Regions from separate parts of the Mus musculus genome. Here all the other regions are linked to region 2. The links are chromatin contacts, called in public HiChIP or PLAC-seq maps. All regions are on one chromosome and are shown on one strand. Each heading gives the region's core, a stretch centred on a gene start, on an enhancer-like site or on the middle of the called end of the contact. The rest is flanking DNA. Distances are from core to core; before and after follow the strand shown.

Region 1 (3,135 bases), core at 176-2,675, 910 kb before region 2:
AGGAAAAATACAGAAAGGTTAGATAATTAAAAGTGAAAAAGAAATTTGTCCCTCCTCTAAAAAACGATGAACAAGAAAGTCATCCATTTCTGTAAACTGATTTGTGTTTTCAATTCTAAGTAGAAAACTACTGGGGAGCTACAGCAGCAAGGCTGAGAAGAGGGAAATACCTTTGCAGATCTGCAGAGGGCTGCGTGCCATGGGGGAAGAGGACTCATTCCACATCACTTGCTGACATGCACAGGGCCAGGCCTCTGCTTACAACAGGCACTCAGAGGTACAGTCCAGGGCTGGGTCCCTGTGCCTCCTGCCTCTTTAGGAACAAGTTCAAACCGGCTGCCTGTCTTTCTCCAGAGGTGTAGTCATGAGGGAAAAGCCAGGAAGTGGTTCTCATTGGCCGAGCTTTGAGGGATTATGTCTTAGAGTTGATGCAGTCCTGGATGAAAATGGTCTGGCATTTCCTCTGCTGGCCTGAATTTAAAACTAGTTCAGTATCGTACCATACCAATATGTCATTAACCTTCTGAAGTCTCAGTCTTCTACTCTGAGCAATGGGGCTAATGATAATTTTAGACCCATTATGGACCTAAAATGTCTGTCAAAAACAAAGTGGTTAGTGACAAAGCACTGATTTCCATTTCCCTAATACCCTCAGTATCTGAGGGTGTGAACATGCTCAATTCTGTTACCTTTCAGAGCTGTCAGGTTATAAAGTATGAAAAGGTCACATGGCAAAAGCTGCCGGAGTTTCCCATAACTACTCTCCTCTCAGTTAACTGCTGACCCGCAGTATCTCTCACGCCTTAAAGAACTCTAGGTCCTCAATGCACAGTCTGTTTGAGAAGGAGACTGAGACAGTACACAGCAGCACACCTGACCTCTGTGTGAAGACTCTTCATATCATGCTTTATATCACACACAGCATCCTTGGAAACTCATAGGTCTGTAATATCACCCTCAAACTTGGGGGATCTATGGGGTTGAACTCTTATTATTAATGAGAACATAAATTATAGCTTTATGAAACAAACAAAGACCCATACAATGAAATAAAAGTATGTCTGTCAGGGAACAGCAAAAGGCTCCAGAGACCTGGGATATTTTTACATGATCCCCCAAAAGGTTGCTTAGGCAAGTAGATAAATAAATGGCTACTAATAAAAATTAACAGTCAACATACACGGGGAGGAAGATGGTGGGAGGGAGGGAAGGAGAGGGAGAGGGACAGGGAGAAGGAGAGGGAGAGGGGGAAGAGAGAGGGAGGGGGAGGGAGAGGGGGGAGGGAGAATGGAGAGGGAGAGGGGGCAGGGGGAGGGGAGTGGGAGAAGGAGAGGGGGGCAGGGAGAGTGGGGCATGGAGAGGGAGGGGGTAGGGGGAGGGAGAGGGAGCAGCGGGTCAGCACTAGTGTGGTTTCCCTGGCTCTGCCCTTCCCTCTCCCACCCTTTTCCTCTGAGTAGTAGTTTTTCTACCCAGTGGCTGATGAGTAACAATGGCTCTCTGAACCCATTGGTAAACAAATTCTGGGTCTCTTAAAATCAGCACCCAACTGCATATTTACAGAACTAAGGAAAAGCTCACTATATATTTGTAATTAAGAAGATACTGGTACTATTTTAGAGGACCATTTTTATGTTAAACATTTGTTTTGTATCTAATGCTTTGTATTTCGGCTGGCTCAGCACTATGCAAATTTGTTCATAGAAGTGAATGAATAGTGAGACTGCAGCAGGGCGTGTGAGCTCCCATAGAAGAGCAGAGTGAGGGACATGCCAGCTGCCTTTGCTGGCATCAGCGTCGAAGGGAGGGACTGGCAACACAAGCATGGTTTCACCCCAAAAGCCCGGCTCTAAGCACCAGTCTAACCATCCTACTATCATATACAGATGCTACCCTAGCCTCAGACACTGCCGTACGTTTAGACTTGCTGTCTCAAGCATATTCTGCTATATACCTCCCTCAGTAAGAAAGGGCCCACAAAGCACAGGACACTGTCAGTCTCACTCACAGGGGATTAAGGGCATTACAAGGTTGGCTATGGCACCATTTCCCCCAAAGCGGATTTCCAAGCCTGAGATGTTCTGCATACCTAGGGAACGGCATAAAGTAGGCACTTCTCTGATCCCTGCTCCTCCCTATTGGCCAGTTCTTAGATTCTTGTTCTCTTTCCCTTTTTCTTTCTCCCTCAGATCATATCCCTAGGATTATCTGAAACCCTCCAAAGGCTTTGGCATAACTACCAGCCTAAGATTAGGCCTCAGTTCTCTGGCACATACTTCTTAGGTAATCCCATCCCCTACATAGTGCTTCCAAGTGAAGGTTCTGGACTGTCTACCCCAGTCTACAGAAAGAAACCTTCTCCTTTCACGCTGTGCCTTGCAGTCACACCACAGTTCCCCGAGGACCACGAGGATGCTGACATCTCCTCTGTAGTCCCCTTGTCTGCACCAGCCATTTCTTAGAGTCCGTTTGGTTAATTCCACAGGTCCAAGCTTCTCAATTTCTCACCTAACTCAACTCTGACCACCTCTATCCCCACCCCACTTTTGAATACCTTCACTACAGCTATGAGGATGTTATCTGTCCTGCAGGTTGTCTCGCTGATTCTTGGTGCATCATCCTGAGTTCAGCAGGCCGTCCTTTACCTTGCACCCTTCACAGTGACTAGCAATCTGATCTGATTTATCTACATCATAATGTTCTTCTTACAACCTGTATATTGTCTCTAGGAAAGCAAGTTCATCTATTACAGCAACACTTTCAAGTGATCGCAGAAAGAACAGTCTGCATGCAAATGAATTTTAAATAGTTTCAAGTATTAGTGAAGCAACTAGGATTCTGAAACATAGTCACTGTTCAATTCTATTAAAGAAAAAAGGTTAGAATACTTAGTAACTAGCATATTAACTATTTATATGAGAATATGGGTTCTTTTTTTCTTATCACAAATTTTGAGCTAATAAAGAAGCATTATTGTACCAATCAGACAAAAGCTGATTAGATCCTGTGCTTAAGTGTGTTTCAGACAACAGAGTCCTTCAATGGCTGCAAAATTATTCCGAGTGCTTAAAGATGTACTCTAATTAGTTACAATATTTATTTTCTCTAAGAAAATTTTTGTGGCCACTTCAAACAGTC
Region 2 (3,319 bases), core at 118-2,617:
GGTCACCCCCCAGTTACATGGCCAGGACAAAACCACATACACAAAGTACACTTTTATCCTGCATCTTTCCAAAAACAAAACATTGACTTCCAATTCTCTTACCCTCCAGCTGCCCAGCAAACAATTCTTATTTGGCTTATGATGCTTATATGGCTTCATCATCTGGGAATCATCTTTTGGTTGGTTACTGGCACTATTAAAAATACCTTTCTCTTTCCTCTTCTGCAATAGTTCACTGTCTACTCTATGTTTGCTATACTGCCCAACTCCCCCATTAATCGGTCCTCCATTTATAAACTGCTTAAAATTTGATGTATCCAGCCATTCTACTTCCAGAATTTAATAGACACAAAAGCCAGCCATGACTTGACTCCTGTCTCCTTCTGTAGCCTCATCTTTCTCATCAGCTCTTGTAGAACTTTTAAGACAGATAAGTGGCACTCAGCCTTCTCCATGAACCACTGATCCCTGTTCTGCGGGGACTCCCTTTATTTGGATCCACATTTACCATCGTCTTTTTGTACTGGAAAAAAGATCATACTTAAGTTTAAAACTCTAACCTATTGTTAGTAAAGTTATCAAGTCTTCCCTCCATTCATACTTCCAAACGCCAAGTACTAGGTTTCTAGACTGCAAACTTGATTGAGTGTACATTCATTCCTTTAAGTAGTCATGCCAACCAACCAAGCCGTTGGTTCTTCATTTGGGGCCAAAGGAAATGAGAATTTTAAAGTCCAGGGAAGAACGTGTGGCCGCTAACAGACACTAGGCAAACTATCTCGAACTTGTGGGCAGTTTTAAAGAAAACAACCGATTCAGTTTAACTACTAATTTAAGACATTAGTGTGTTACGGAGCCGTCGCCTTATCTCAGTGCCAAATCTAGTGTCGAAGGGTCTACTCCAAAAGGAACCCGAAGCCCATATGCTGAGGCCAGTTCTCCACTCGGTCAGCTACCGAGACCCTCCAACCAGGACAAGCGACCAATCCACCAACTCGGACTTGATCTGCGACAAACCACGTTGCAGGCTACACACTGGAAAACTCTTGCAAGAGAACCTAGCAGCCCCCAGAAGCAAGATGGCGGCCTCCCCCTCCCCTTCTTTCTCCAGGAACCCCTCCATGTCCGGGGAAGACGAAAACACCGCGACACGGGAATCCCGGCACGGCCTTGGGGGGGGGGGGCGGGCTACGCCTCGCGAACCCGGGGACTCGCCGTGGGTCCACCGGGAGGCTGTACCACTGCGCCTCCCCCGCGCCCGTAGAGCCTTTGTTCGCAGTCGCCATGGAGTACTCGGCCCCACGGCCAGGAAGTGCGGCCTGGCGCCCCGCCCCGCTGGCCCGCGCCCCGGAAGTGATCTGCGGCGGCTGCTGCAGAGCGGCCGGGAGGAGGGTGGGTCTCCCTAGAGCGGAGCGCCGGAGTCCTCCTCCTCCGCCGCCGCCCAGGCCGCCGCCGCTGCCGCCGCCCTCCGGACTCCTCTTGCCGCGCCCCGCGCGGAACTCCGAGCGCGGTCCGATCGGCGCAGCCGAGGCCCAAGAGCCCGCGGGTCGAGCGGCTCGCGGTGCAGGTGAGAGCTCGCCGGCCGGGGAGGCCGGGCCGCGGCGGGGGTGTGTCCGACGGGCCGGGCCCGCGGCCGCCGAGATTGCACGTCCCGCCTGCCGCCTGGGCTGGGACCCGACTGCGCCCCGACAGCGGGCGGCGTCTCCGGAAGGTCACCTGTATAGCGCCGGTGGCTCCCAGGGCTGTGCCCGGGCGGTGCCCGCGACCTGGGGCCGCCGCCGCCGCCGCCGCAGTCCCTGCGCCGCACTCCACCCCGACCTCCCTCGCTTTCAAGCCACTCTGCCGGTACAGAGCGGCTGCTTTTCGAGCTTCTCTGCCAGTGTTTGGAAGGAATGGCGTTTTCAGACTAAAGTCTTTAGACGCGTCCAGCTGAATGCTCGAAGGCTCTTCTAGTACAGGTTTAGCCTTTAGAAGAGGAAGGGAATGTAGGCATTGTGTGATGGGGGTATCTTCCGCGTTCGGTGCCTGAAAGATGTCAAGGAGTAGAAGATACGATTTGTGTGCTTTACTTGGGCATTCGTGTGTTGGAGTGGGCGGGCGTGGTGGCGCTGAGGTGGTTGTGTTGTCGGGAGACTTAGGAGGAATTAAAGAATTTACTGGCCTTTGCATGGAAACCAGAACGTCCAGACTTGTGAGAGCTCATCTGAGTGTCTTTGAGCTACTGTGAGAACTCTGGTGCCACGCCCTACCTGTCAAGCCAGGAAGCACACAATTTACAAACAGTTTGGGTACGTGTGCCGGGAGAACCTTTATTTCTGTAAATTCTTTTCCTGTAAATAAATTACAGCTTTAATCACGTTCCCAAAATTGACTAACAGATTTATTACTCACAGTGTAGAAGGCATTCCCTTTGGCTTATGCTTGTTAATATGTACTATTACCTATGCTGTTTGTATCTGTTGATACAATATTCTTATAAATGACTCCTGTGACCCTTAAGATGTTTCTACGGCTCAGTTGTTTTCAGAGGAGGAGCCTTTTCATCTTCTCTGTTACCACGTAAAGTGCTCAGAACTCCCCACATTTCTTCACTGAATGGATGTGAATGTGTACAGTTGATGGAAAAGTCACTTTCCAGAAGCGATTGACTGTGGCTGGTACTTGCATACCAAGCAAAAGGTACTAGATTCCATCTCTAGCAAGGCCTCCAAACAATTTTGTTAAGAGCACAGTTTTGTTACTTTGGGATTCTTGGAACATGAAAATTTTGCATTGTCTTTTTTGTTCTCCAGGAGATCAAGGAAAAATTCAGGAAGAATTTCATTTTCACTATTCTGACCTGGAAAAGGTTAAAAATATTTAGGGACTGTGATTAGACGAATACTCATTTATATTTTATTGTTTCATGTTTATTTCTAGAGTATATCCAGAGTTAGAAGGAAGAGATTTACTGGCAAAAGATTGCAAGTATATTCTTGGGGTTGTGATAACTGTACCCAGCCTTTAAAAAGAGGAAGTTAGGAGTTGATGCTGCTTAGAAATAAGGTGAAAAGCACGGTTTCTCAGAGTGGCTCATTTTTTGTCAAGGATACATGAAATCTTCTGACACCCCGACGTGACCTTGGCATCTTTGATCAGCAGCACTTTGATGTTCGGAGATCCACATGCTTCTCTCTCTGCTGGGTGTGCAAATGCACGTTTATTTTGAAGTAGTATTTCATTACAACTATTTTTCCCCAGGGCACTCCGTGTGGGGGAAACTAATCATAGGAAAGAATTATAGGAAAGAATGTTCACCAATTTTTTCCTCACCATTTTT
Region 3 (3,376 bases), core at 271-2,770, 870 kb before region 2:
GAGCAACCGGGTGAAGGGCTCAGAGAATACTTTTCTAATGTGTGACAAAAACGCATGGCTGCAGACAACTGAAGATCCACAACTATGGGACTGGCTGCTTTTCTCCCTAATTGCTTCTGGACATCTGTCTCCTCTTTACTTCCCCCAGCTGCCTTCTCTTTCCGGTGAACTTCTGAGTTTATAAGAGCCCTACTCTCCCTTCCGGCCCCTCGCTTACTAAGGAAATTATTGAATCATCTCAGGAAAATATCTCACAATGCCAATCACGTTATGAACAACGAGCCAGGGCCTCTATGCCATTGAATTATAAACAACGAGCCAGGGCCTCTATGCCACTGAATTATGAAATATGCAGGTGACTTAGGTTTACCCTCAGCTCACGGCCATGAAAAACTCAAATGAGCCGAACGATCAAAACTAAAGACAAAGAAAGGATGATATGAAGATCAACACCTTTGACTAAGCCACCAAAATCAACCACACGTTCCATAAACAGCCAAGGAACTGCGGTGGGATCATGGGAAACTAAAACAGAACTCAACAAATACAGCATCATTCTGAGAACAGAAAAGGGCAATTAGTTTGCCCATCATAGAAAAGGAAAGCACAGCTGGGCGTGGTGGCGCACGCCTTTGATCCCAGTACTCGGGAGGCAGAGGCAGGTGGATTTCTGAGTTCAAGGCCAGCCTGGTCTATAGAGTGAGTTCCAGGACAGCCAGGGCTACACAGAGAAACCCTGTCTCGAAAAACCAAACCAAACCAAACAAAAAACAAAAAACAAAAAACAAAAAAAAAAAAAAAGAAAAGGAAAGCACATCTTAAAGTCTGTACTTGTAAAATAAAGTGGTGCTTCATCCTAGCACCACAGTGTTCAGATGAAAATATCAGGTTTGCCAGAAACCAGTCATGAGTACAATAAATCTGTAATGATTTGGATTTAATAGAAAGACCAAGTAAACGACCTTGATGGAAGTTCCCCAGCCAATAATGAGTGTCACATTGTCCTTCCAGCAGAGGCTGCAGGGGTACATGTCTGGGCGAAGACTTATGTCATCTCGGGGCACATTGCTGATTCTTTGCTTTGAGGTGATGTCAAAAACCTTCACACCCTACAAACCAAAGCAACATTAAATTAAGTGTCTTGTATCTCAGAGAGGGATCGAGCAAAGCAAGACGTGTCGCACTCAAACCCATAACGCTGTTCACTGGGCACGCCCAGGAGCCATACAAGGCCATGGACTTTCTTTATACAAACCCTTTGAGAACCAAAGCTGCAAGGCTCCTTTCTGGACAAAGGCTGTTATTAGTGGAGGGCGTAAGTAACACAAATCCAGCACAAACATGTTTTGCACAGAGACACCAAGTTTGCTTTCAACCTGATAGGTGGCGAGCATTTCTAAAGGAATTCTTCGGAAAGAGAATGAGTTTTAGTTTTTCAGAAAGCTTTGGGTCTGAAAACCCATCCATTCAAAGACAACATGTGACCCTTCAGAGTGCTCAATGGAACCTTCAAGTGCCTCTGGCTGATCAGGAGCCTGGAGACTGGCTGTTGTGAGGACAATCCCAGCAGCAGGGTTGAACTGAGACAATGTCAACTCTTTCTGACCAAATGCAACTGATTTTCTCAGCTACGTGTTGAAATTTCAGAAAACATGACAGATATGAAAAAGACTACTCTTTAAACTTCCTCCAAGCCCCACTTTACATAAAATAAACTTTAAGTGCAATACTGAGAGTACAATACACTTTTCAAATGACAGGCCCATGATTATACCTGGAGTAAAGAGGAAGTCACAACTTGCTTCTCTCAGTGCTCATGAGCGCCGGGTGAATGGCATTTCCAGAGCACATGCCTGAAGCAGCCCTGCAATGATTAAGGTGGCTTTTCATTTTCTTCGTTGCTCTGTGCCTCACTTTCTTCCTCTAAAGAGATTTTAGTCCACAATGTGTTGGGAATTGCTGTAGTATGAAAACCCAGGCGATCTGACTTCCTTAAGCTGAGGTGTGGTATCAATCACCCATACCTATCAGAATTCTAACTCCACCGAGTCTCTGTCCTGCCCTTTCCATCTGGCAATCTGCTGCCACTGTGCAAGTGCTAGAGAGACAGACAAGTGCCTTTACCATATTGTTGGCCCAAGCAATCAGATGGCCTCTCCACTTCACACTCCTTATGTTTCCTTCCCCTTCGTGTAGCACAGAAGACTTCCATCTGTTCATCCAGGTCCGTTCAAACAGCAGCAGCTGAGGACACAGCAAAACACAGGCTTTCAGGTCTCCAGAGTCACACAGAAGATCCTTCACTCATCCTCTCTGCCTGTCAGTGTTACCAAGTGACAAACAAGCCGCTCTCAGTATTTTTTTATGCTTATTTTAAATAGATACCCTCGTTTTGGAAACAATCCCCTACATATCTTGAACTGCCTGAATTCCTATTTAAATTAGACGAGCACTGAGGATATGACAAGTCTCAGCCACAAGATGGCACCAAAACACCACGACTCGGGGCAAACAATGCCTTAGTGAATCCAGCTTCAGGACGGCTTTTCAACTGGGAACTAATTAACTGTGTAAACCGGGAAATCAGAACCTTTTAAGTTTCTCACTGACAAAGAGAGTCATCACAGGTTCAACTGCTTTAGTTGGAAGCGAGCATCTTTTTTTTTTTTTATTTAATCCAAAGCAAATAATGTGACATTATCTTTTTAACAGTAAATCAAATCACAAAGTATGAACCATTTGCTTTAAGATTTGGGATCTTTACATTTTCCACAGTAGCTAGACACTATATAAAGATTAGAATCTATTGTGAAGTCCCACTGACTATTTTAAAATAAAATATAACTGGTCAAAACTCCTTAATTCTGAAGAAGACACAGGTCTGATAATTCATCCACTGAGAACATATTCTTCTTGATATACTCAACTTCAACTCTTTAAGCAGTGCCACCTATAGCATGTATCGCTGAAAGCACAACAACCAGACGTATGTGTGTTACTGCTGTCTGCTACACTGAGGACAGAGGCTGAGAGAGGTCTGGGGTGAGGCGGAGATGAGCTTCACTATTGTCGGCCTAGAATGCTGGTGTAGATAGAGTTCTTGGTCTACTATCCCTCTGCCATCATACTCTAGGATTGTTGGCAGGTGCCACCATTCCTGGCAAGAGAATTTTTAAAATTCCTTTCAGTTTACCTCAGTGTTTTGTGTATCTACTACCAGGCCCTAAGTATAAGGGAGGAAACATCAGGGGCAACCTAGAAATTGATGCTATACAATTAAAGTTATATATGACAACCACAGATAAACTAAAAACATGGCAACTACTGAGCACAATATGGAGATGGACAAAATCAGGACTATCAGTCAGTGTGTCTG

The links. HiChIP or PLAC-seq counts read pairs in DNA pulled down with a chosen protein or histone mark.
Region 1: an H3K4me3 HiChIP or PLAC-seq map of stem cell-derived neural progenitor cells shows a contact between it and region 2, with 5 times the contacts expected there. The contact joins the enhancer-like site here to the promoter of Rala in region 2. A contact is called at or near these places in 6 of 115 datasets of contacts at active chromatin or transcription factors (astrocytes, embryonic forebrain, embryonic hindbrain and 3 more).
Region 3: an H3K27ac HiChIP or PLAC-seq map of embryonic stem cells shows a contact between it and region 2, with 7 times the contacts expected there. The contact joins the enhancer-like site here to the promoter of Rala in region 2. A contact is called at or near these places in 1 of 39 promoter capture datasets (embryonic stem cells), 1 of 484 Hi-C or Micro-C datasets (olfactory sensory neurons), 12 of 115 datasets of contacts at active chromatin or transcription factors (astrocytes, cardiomyocytes, differentiating embryonic stem cells and 7 more) and 1 of 9 other capture datasets (liver).

What each region holds. Positions count from the first base shown.
Region 1 is chr13:18,854,906-18,858,040 of GRCm38.p6, reverse strand. All of the region lies in intron 25 of Vps41 (VPS41 HOPS complex subunit), which reads right to left. Among named protein-coding and RNA genes, the nearest start is that of Amph, 92 kb to the left of the region's middle. Within about 2 kb of position 1,425, at least 54 of the 459 cell types and tissues checked have an H3K27ac peak or open chromatin away from gene starts, as enhancers often do. A contact at or near this core is called in forebrain and stem cell-derived neural progenitor cells, where this site is marked.
Region 2 is chr13:17,942,265-17,945,583 of GRCm38.p6, reverse strand. Rala (v-ral simian leukemia viral oncogene A (ras related)) reads left to right here and starts at 1,367. Exons shown (of 5, transcript NM_019491.5): 1 at 1,367-1,567.
Region 3 is chr13:18,809,300-18,812,675 of GRCm38.p6, reverse strand. It overlaps Vps41 (VPS41 HOPS complex subunit), which reads right to left. Exons shown (of 29, transcript NM_172120.4): 8 at 2,125-2,244; 9 at 963-1,109. Among named protein-coding and RNA genes, the nearest start is that of Vps41, 94 kb to the right of the region's middle. Within about 2 kb of position 1,520, at least 27 of the 459 cell types and tissues checked have an H3K27ac peak or open chromatin away from gene starts, as enhancers often do. A contact at or near this core is called in embryonic forebrain, embryonic stem cells, forebrain and 1 more, where this site is marked.